Linked DNA regions of Mus musculus: all the other regions are linked to region 3. A link is a contact called in public Hi-C data. All regions are on one chromosome and are shown on one strand. Each heading gives the region's core, a stretch centred on a gene start, on an enhancer-like site or on the middle of the called end of the contact. The rest is flanking DNA. Distances are from core to core; before and after follow the strand shown. Region 1 overlaps Vps13d (vacuolar protein sorting 13D). Region 2 overlaps Vps13d (vacuolar protein sorting 13D). Region 3 has its middle 27 kb from the start of Gm42344.

Evidence for each region. A called contact is a pair of places that touch in the nucleus more often than the background predicts.
Region 1: a contact with region 3 is called in a Hi-C map of bone marrow-derived macrophages, with 40 read pairs. The contact joins two enhancer-like sites. A contact is called at or near these places in 1 of 15 datasets of contacts at CTCF or cohesin (the NIH/3T3 cell line), 2 of 484 Hi-C or Micro-C datasets (bone marrow-derived macrophages and liver), 3 of 115 datasets of contacts at active chromatin or transcription factors (bone marrow-derived macrophages, embryonic stem cells and epiblast stem cells) and 3 of 9 other capture datasets (adipose tissue, embryonic stem cells and liver).
Region 2: a Hi-C map of bone marrow-derived macrophages shows a contact between it and region 3, with 27 read pairs. The contact joins two enhancer-like sites. A contact is called at or near these places in 2 of 484 Hi-C or Micro-C datasets (the AML12 cell line and bone marrow-derived macrophages), 5 of 115 datasets of contacts at active chromatin or transcription factors (bone marrow-derived macrophages, double positive thymocytes, epiblast stem cells and 2 more) and 2 of 9 other capture datasets (adipose tissue and liver).

What each region holds. Positions count from the first base shown.
Region 1 is chr4:145,072,416-145,075,401 of GRCm38.p6, reverse strand. It overlaps Vps13d (vacuolar protein sorting 13D), which reads left to right. Exons shown (of 70, transcript NM_001276465.1): 54 at 331-566; 55 at 2,908-2,986. Among named protein-coding and RNA genes, the nearest start is that of Gm36317, 110 kb to the right of the region's middle. Within about 2 kb of position 1,456, at least 19 of the 459 cell types and tissues checked have an H3K27ac peak or open chromatin away from gene starts, as enhancers often do. A contact at or near this core is called in bone marrow-derived macrophages, where this site is marked.
Region 2 is chr4:145,124,225-145,127,068 of GRCm38.p6, reverse strand. Vps13d (vacuolar protein sorting 13D) reads left to right here. Exons shown (of 70, transcript NM_001276465.1): 30 at 447-659. Among named protein-coding and RNA genes, the nearest start is that of Vps13d, 69 kb to the left of the region's middle. Within about 2 kb of position 1,393, at least 39 of the 459 cell types and tissues checked have an H3K27ac peak or open chromatin away from gene starts, as enhancers often do. A contact at or near this core is called in adipose tissue and bone marrow-derived macrophages, where this site is marked.
Region 3 is chr4:144,928,843-144,931,542 of GRCm38.p6, reverse strand. It overlaps a transcript of Vps13d not described here. Among named protein-coding and RNA genes, the nearest start is that of Gm42344, 27 kb to the left of the region's middle. Within about 2 kb of position 1,407, at least 157 of the 459 cell types and tissues checked have an H3K27ac peak or open chromatin away from gene starts, as enhancers often do. A contact at or near this core is called in adipose tissue and bone marrow-derived macrophages, where this site is marked.

The sequences.
Region 1 (2,986 bases), core at 207-2,706, 140 kb before region 3:
AGGTCTTCTACAAGAACTAGTACTTTTAACCACTAAGCTACCTCTCCAGCCACTTCAGTTAATTATTTTAATAGTTGACCTCCCTCATCCAGATTAAAGTAAACTTTCTGCCACCCAAAGAATTTGGTTGACACGCTATATAGGCAGAGGAAGGAATCAGATTGCCCAGTAACAGTTGAGTGTACTACTGTTGATCAATTACAGTGAGCATTTCTATAGTCCTAAATGTTAAGTGGAAATCATAAAGGTTCTGTTTCTTATTTTAGTCTGTGTTTGAGTGTGTGAGTGCCACAGTGGACACTGCCCTGAATGAAGCCCTCTGCCCTCTAGGTTCCTGTTGTCTTCACTCAGCATGGTGTAGCTGAACCCAGGCTTCGGACTGAAGTGAAGCCCATGATGTCACTGGATTATGCCTGGGATGAGCCCACCCTCCCACCCTTCATCACACTGACCGTTAAGGGCGCAGGCTCATCGGAGATTAACTGCAACATGAATGACTTCCAGAATAACCGACAGTTGTACTATGAAAATTTCATTTACATTGCTGCCACCTACACGTTCTCCGGGTAATTCTGGACATGACTGTTGATGCAAAGCAGAATATTCTAACTATTCACTGGTTTTATATTTTAGGCAGTTTCCGAAGAGACAGGTGGCAGCCGATCCCTTCTTTCTTTACCATCTCTCAGGCTCAGGGTCTACCTTGAGAGACTTGTCCACATCCTCATTTGTAGCTTGATCTCTCCAGTGTCTCAACTCTTTTTTTCTTTAAGGATCCCCCTTCCACCCTTCCTTTTCCGCTCCCCCACCCCCACCTGCAAGCATGGAGCCTAGCATTAAGCAACACTGACCAGCCTTTTCCTGGATGTTGAATTCCTGCAGTGTTTATCTTGACATTGGGCTGGGGATGTTTGTTTTGGGGTTGTTCCTATGGCACTGACCAATGTGACCTGCTTAAAGGTTAGTGCCCGAGAAACCAGTTCTGTCTAGTTCCAAGTCCCACAAGCTCCTTGTTTTCTCTGAGTTCCAGCAGCCACTGAGCTCTTTTTAAGGGGAGTGTCCTGATGGAGAACTCAAGCTTAGAGGTTTAGGCTGGAACAGGGAGGGAGAGGAGCTCTTGGGAACTCTGGCGCAGTGGGACAGTACCTGGACCCCATGGGTGGGTGGTTGCTAGGAGTTGGAACTAGTTTTTAATGTATGCCTCACAGGGTTGGTGTGCATTCTTGGAAGAATTAATAACGGAGAAGAAAAAAAATAGGGCTTTTTATTTTTATTTCATTGAGGGTCAGATTCACATAACAGAAAACCATTTCAAACTGAACAGTTAGTGGTATTTACTATATTTATCACTTTACCAGCTTCACCAAAACATTTTGTTTTCCCTGAAAGAACCTCCACTGGCACTTGTTCCTCATCTCCTTACTCCCAGACCTCAGCAACCACTGACCCACTTCACTTCCTGTCCCTGTGGGCTTTGCTAGCTGGGTAGCCCTTGCAGTTAGGATCACCTCCGTGACCGCCGGTGTCTGGCACCTATTACTGAGTTACTGAGTGTAATGTTTTGGGTTCAGCCACATTATGCCTTGTGACTCTGCTTTTTTGATGTGCATTCGGTCTGTGTAGGCCTGAGAAATGCTCTGGGCTATGTCCTTGCCCGTATGTTGGTAGGCGTCGAAGCTGTTTGTACAGCTTTTTGCAGGTTTTGTTCTCTAATGCTATGGGTTGTCTTTTTATTTTTTTGATGGTATCATTGAAAGAACAAAATTTTTCCATTTCAATGAAATCTAACTTGTTGAATTTTGTTATGCTTTTGATGACCAGATGACTAATTTTTAACTGAACTCATCAGTACTTTTTACAATAGTAATGACTGATGCAAACAGGCAGGTGATCTAAATTAAGCACTGTGCACATACTTCAGGGCAGGCTTTATCCATAAGCTGAAGTTCTTGGGTTTGGAGCCCAGTTCCCATATGGAAAGCCAAGTGCAGTGGCAAGTGCTTATAACACCAGCGCTGTGGGCACAGATGGGCAGATCCTGAGCCTTTCTGGCCAGCTAAGCTAACTGACACAGTCCCAGGTCCAACAAGACCCTGTTTCAAATAATAAGATATAGAGTAATTGAGGCAGATATCCAATGTGGATCTCTGGCCTTACTGAATAATGTATATACACAGGTGAGTTTACCCAGCCATATGTATATAGTCCCCAACAGCCTACACAAATGATGATGATAATGATGATGAAGAAGGAGGAGGAGGAGGGGGAGGAGAAGGAGAAAAGAAGAAGGAGGAAGAGGAGGAGGAGCAGGAGGAGGAGCAGGAGGAGGAGGAGGAGGAAGAGGAGCAGGAGGAGGAACAGGAGGAGGAGGAGGAGGAGCAGGAGGAGGAGGAGGAGGAGGAGGAGGAGAACAAGAAAAAAGATGCCTCAAGCAGAACAAGACTGCAACATTCCATAAAGCTTGGGAGTTTTGAGTCACAGGCCTAAAGTGGGGCGCGGTGTCTATTGGCCCATTCTTCTCATCCTAATGATCCCTTGGGATATCTGCCTTGGTTGTGCCATGTCTCCCTTAAAGATTTATGCTCATTGTTTCATGTCTTAATTTTGTGCCAATGAAATTATGAGGAAAGGGAAAATGCTTGAGTTTTGTGTTCTTAAAAATAAGCCTTGAATTGTGCAAAGGTAGGGGCAGCTCTAACTAAGCCTTTGTCCTGTCTGGCTTTCTCTTCTGTATTTTGTGAATTTTTGTTTGTTTTGAGACAGAGTCTTTCTGTATAGCCTGGGTTCTCTTTCTACTTCAGTTTCCTGAGTGCTGAGATTACAGCACAGGCCGAACTGTTTGTTCTTTAATAGAGATTTATGCTTTGTTCTGTGTGTACGTGTGTGCACTCATTTATTTCCTCTTAGTTTGCAGGAGGGAAAAGGAAGGCCTGTGGCTTCCCACAAGGCGATTACCTGTGCAGAACTTGTCTTGGATGTGTCTCCA
Region 2 (2,844 bases), core at 144-2,643, 200 kb before region 3:
GTGCAAAGTAGGATGTTGCCTCCAGTGAGCTGTAGTGATCTTATACAGATGTGCCTGCTGACTCTGGAGGGAGAAGCCTCAGGCAAGCTATAATTTCACAGATGACGGTCAAAGAGACCCTGGATATCCATTGAGGATTATGATTTAACATATGGCTTTGTCAGCCTAGGATGGGACATGGGGTGGTAAATCATTAAGGATATAATAGGTTGGGTATATTATTATTCCTCATGCATTCCTGTGGATATAATCTCCTCTCTGCGATTGGAAAGGTTTCAGGCCCAGTGCCACTGACTGCATTTTGAGTGCCCTGTGAACAGTGAGTTCAGGATCTCAGATTGAATGGTACTCTGGTACACTGATGATGCCAATCTTGTTCCACACCTGAACTTCATTTCATAAGGTATGACTGTGTTTAACGTCTCCTTTGCTTTCTTCCCTTTCAGATTTGACTTTAAGAAATGTAAGCTGCTCTATGAGAGTTTTTCCAACCAGACCAAGTCCATTAACTTGGTTTCCCATTCTATGATGGCATTTGACACCCGCTATTCTGGGCAGAAGCCCAGCCATGGCATGACCAATGTGTTCAACTGTATCTTTCAGCCCTCCAAGAGCAGCAGCGCCACCCAGGGCTCCATTCAGATTGAACTGCATTTCAGGTAGTGGAGGCCGATGCCAGCTCTGCCTTCCTTTGTCTGTCTGTGTTGTCCTCCACCCTGTATCCCTCACCTCCAGATAGGTCTCACTGTGTAGCCCAGTGTAGCTTCAAGTTTACTATATAGCCCGGGGTTTCCTTCCTGACTCCACTTTCTCAGTGTTGGGATTACCCCCACATTTGGCTCCCCAACTCTGCCATTCCTTATGGTGATAGTTTCTTTCATGGCCAGTGGGCCAAGTCCCTGTGGCTTTAGAACATCAAAGAGAAACTATGAAGGTGGGCAGTCACAGGCTCACAAGCATCCTGTTAACACCCCTGCTCACTTGCACTATTATGGATTCGCCAAAAGATGTCTCTGTTGCTTTAAAAAAAAAAAAGGAAAAAGAAAAAGAAAAAAAGGAGTTTGGCATTAAGCCAGATCCTCAAAATCAACCTCCTTGTAAGCTTTAATTTGTAAAGTGGCTTGGGGAAGGAAGAAATTATGTGAGTTTAAGGAAAAAACTCAAGCCAAAAAACCTTTTGGTCTGCATGAAAGAAGGGTGGTTTTGACCTGAATGCTATTTATTCCTGTCTGGCCGAGAGGCAGAGAGCGGAGAGAAGAAGGTCTAGAATCAGACAGACCTTATCCCCAAGATAGTCTTCCTCTTCAGAGCAATGCATCCTTCTGAGCTCTGAGATTGACTCTCTTTTATGGAATGAACTAAAATTCAAACAAAAACCTATGCCTCAATCCTTGGGCATGGGTGAAAGTTGAGTCATTCTGACAAGTCACTTGGCACCTCCAGAAGCTGCTGCTGTTACTGTTGTCATAGCTTGTGTGAGATTCTTATGACTTGTAGCTATTCTTGTACTTATATGGCTGGCATTTCAGTGTGCTGCTAAGAAGTTAGCCTTTGAAGGAAAGAGGTCTTGGTGTCGCATATGCCTTTAGGAAGCCTAGCAAAAGAGACATTTTAGTCCTTGTGTACCCAACAGTGGCAATGCTAGTAGCTTTCTGCTGGTCCCTGACTTGACCAGGCACCTTACCTACTGCTAGTTGAATTCTCCCAGATCTGCAAACACGGGCAATTTCTCTCCCATTTTACACTTGAAGAGATAGACACCTGGAGAAGGTCCAAGTGACTCTTGGAAGGTTACACAGCTTAAAAGTCTAGTAGTCACAAGTTAGACCTGGCCTTTGATATCAAAACTGAGTCCCCTTAACTCTCAGACCCTCTGGCCTCTGTCAGTGGCTGAGTGTAGCCTTGGGATATGATGGGTGTGTTTGGCAGCCTCTTTGACGATGTTTCTCAGAAGGGAAGGCTTCTGTGTGTCTGGTCCTGTTGCAGAGGGATAATTTGGTATTTGCTTTATTCTTATTGATCTTGTCTTCCTAAGTAGTCAGTTCTTTGACCCTCCTCATCATGGCTTTAATATACAGGAGGCCCAAAGTATTATTCTGCATATATACTAAAGGTATATAATTTCATGCAGCCAATCAATCAGTTCTTACCTCGCTCTTGCTAACAGAAGTGCCCTTGTTAGTGAGAGGAGTGAACTGCTTCAGGAAGAATTGTTCTTCTGTTGGGATTTTGTATGTCAAATATAAATCACTTCACAGTTTAAAGGCTTGAAATATTTTCCAGAAGCAGAGTCTGACACACTTACTTTCCAGTTAACACTGAATTCTGACAGTCTCTGCTCAAAATGGGCTGGAAAAATTTTATGGAGGGCAACATTTTTTGTTCATTACAAAGGGTAGAGTGTTTCTGTGACAAGTGCAGTGTGTGAGAAGGAGCTGTGTCTTGCCATGCCCTTTAAGTAGAGGCAGCGAGCCAGGTTTAGCAGAAACGAGACTAGAGAAAGTAGCCTTAGGCACGTCCCTAAGTCAGCCTTTCCCAAACAGGCTTGGAGGTGAGTAAATGTACAGCCAGAGCCAGGGTCTTTTTCATAAGCTCAACCTTCAGACGCCATGACCTGTCACTAGCCTGTCTCTGGCTTTCCTTCCTCTGTGTGCTAGTGTGGTAATAGAGCTGGCTATTGCCCTGAGGACACTGTGGCTTCAGGCCGGGCATGGGAGACTTTCTTGGGAACATTGAAGACTATAAAACAAGTCCTTGTGCCCTGCCTTTCCCTCTGCCCCATTTCCATTCTAGGATACGTACTATCCATCTATGGCCTTCCTCTATCCTCTTCTCAGGCTAGAA
Region 3 (2,700 bases), core at 158-2,657:
TACCTGTGGGAAATGGTTCAATATGGGAAGAGAATCTTAATTGTGGCCAGGACAACTCCCTAGATAGGAGATCCTGGCCTGTATGAAATCGACGGTGAGCTGAGTCCTACTACGCATGCGTCCATCGCTCCGATTGTAGACATAACATGATTAGCTGTTTCAGGCTCCCGCTTCCCTACCTTGATGGACTTTCCCTTGAACTGGGAGCCAAAGTAAACTCTTTCTTCCTTAAGTTGCCTTTGCCAGTGTTTTATTACAGCAATGAGAAAGGGAGGTGTAAGTCAGCTTCCCCTTCCCCCAGATCCCAGGGCCTCCCACTTCCTATGGAGCTTTCTGGCTTCAGGGTGGGCTCAAGAGCTGGGGAGTGGGAGCTTTGAACAGATAAGCACAGTGGCTCCGGGGATGTGAAGAGCTATCTTAATCCCACTCTGAACAGCCCTCCCATGTAGACACATGTGGACCCAGGTATGTTTTAAACTATTGTACACCAATCTATCTATTGTGTGTTCTGGGGAGGGGGAGGGTACATATGGAGGACAGAGAATCATCCAAGGGTAAGGGCGGACCTCAGGGATATAACTCAGGTTGTCTAGGCAGACAGTAAGTGCCCTTGTCTGCTGTGTCATCTCTCTGGCCCCTAATCAATGTTTTTTGTTTGTTTGTGGTTTGATACAGGGTCTCAAATCAACTCCTGGACTGGCTTCCAGCTCCTTATATAGCTGAAGAAAGCCTTGAACTTTTGATTCTCCTGCCCCCATCTCTCAAGTGCTAGAAATAAAAGCATATACCACGCTTGGTTTTTGTGGTATTGGGGAATCAAACCCAGAGCTAGGCAAGCACTCCACAAACTGAGCTGCACTCCAAGCCCTAAGGAATGTTTGGGAACTTAGGAGACTTGTCCGGGAGCAGTTCCAGCCCTTCCTTCTGCGTCAGCGGATATTTGTCGCCTTTGGCTTTGCCTGAAGCCAGGAGTGTGCGTAGAGAAGTCCTCTCGGCTTAGTTCAGTCCCATACCACTGAGCGTCAGAAAGACGTTCCTGGGGGAGGGGCTGTACTTGGGCGACAGCCTCCTCTCTCCTTTCCCAGCCAGTAGAGCTGTTCTTTGAGAACCTCAGCTCCTGTTCCTTGTGGCCTGGGTTCTTTTTGTTTGTTTGTCTTCCATCAGATAGAAACACCATAAAGGTGAAAACTGCCTTCTATGGGATGGAGTTCTCAGCTAGGAGGGTCCTAATAGTGACCTCTGGAGTCAACCTTGGATCTTTCTGTTTCGTTTTTTTTAAGACATCAGCTTATTCCTGGGAGAGTTGGTTTCTCAAAGAATTTGGTCTCTGGGAACTACTGGTGACCACAGGACTGAATTCCTGACCACTGGTCCAGCCAGACAGCCTGCTCCCCTGGACCTGAGCCAGACAGGGCTGAGGTCTGATGCCTCCCTGGGCTTGGCACCCACTCCCAATCTGCTTCTCTTTGGGGCTTGGGAGGAACCTCCAGCCTGGCAACTGGGTCATTTCCCAGGACCCAAGGCTTCTTTACAGGGTTGGCACAGCCTGTTTTGCCCCTCAGGGGGTTGGCGCTTGTCACTCTCCTTCACTTGGACAAGCAAAGGGACAGAATTAGCTCTCCACTCTCACTCTTGAAGCTCTCCAGGCAGTCAAACCATTCCAGGGAGGGACCAGAGAGGCCTCCTGGGAATCTGCCCAAGGCCTTTTCTCTGGTTTCTATTGGAAGCAATCCAAAAAAAAGGAAGAGGAAAAAAAAAAAGCCAAAAGTGGGGTGTTGGTGTATTGCGGTGTGTTGTGGGGGAAACAAGGCCCCACCCTACCACCAAGAGAAACCATTGCATACTGGGAAACCAAGGTATCCAGTCCCTGTAGCTGAGGCAGTGATCATACATGCTTGCCCTGGTAAAGACTCTCTGAGTCTTGCTTATTCTAGCATCCCAGCATAGTCCCTTGAGGTTGTCACTACATTTCCAGTTTATAGGCTAAATGCAACTTCATGGACACCCCAATAATCAAAACATCTCTATAACGTCAGCCTACAGACCATGATACAAAAATACCTCAGTTGCTCAGAGGTGATCAGGAAAACTGGGGCTTAGCAGACAGGAACCCTCACACACACACACACACACACACACACACACACACACACACACACACACACACACACACACACACTCATTTCTCCCTGTCCACGAAGATGGACTCATCCCTGCCTCTCTCCTAGAAGAGCCAGGCAGAGGCACCTGCTGTAGGAGATTTCCAGACACCATAAGGGAGCTGAGGCAGTACTAACATCCCCCATACACGCTGGACACACCTATTCTCAAGGACCAAAATGCAGGTGACAGATGGCTGGGATGTGACTCCTTGTTGCTTGCTATTGTCTGATGTCACAGAAAACCAGGGGTCAGAGCTGTGTGGACAAGCCCACATCCTGCTTTGAACCCATCTTCTCATCTGCGAAATAAGTTCCCAAACTCTCCCTTTGGAAGAGTGTTTGGGAAGTGAGCCAGGTCTCTGCCTATGTAGGGATTGCTCAGTATCAGCATGGGTTCCGGGGCTACTACATCCTTGTGTTGGCTTCATTTCTAACTTTTCCTCATGAAGTCTTCTTCAAGGGCTTGGCAGCCCACATGATCCTCCCAGGATCTTTGTCAGGCAATGATCACGTGACCAGATTTGCCCAATGAAATGGG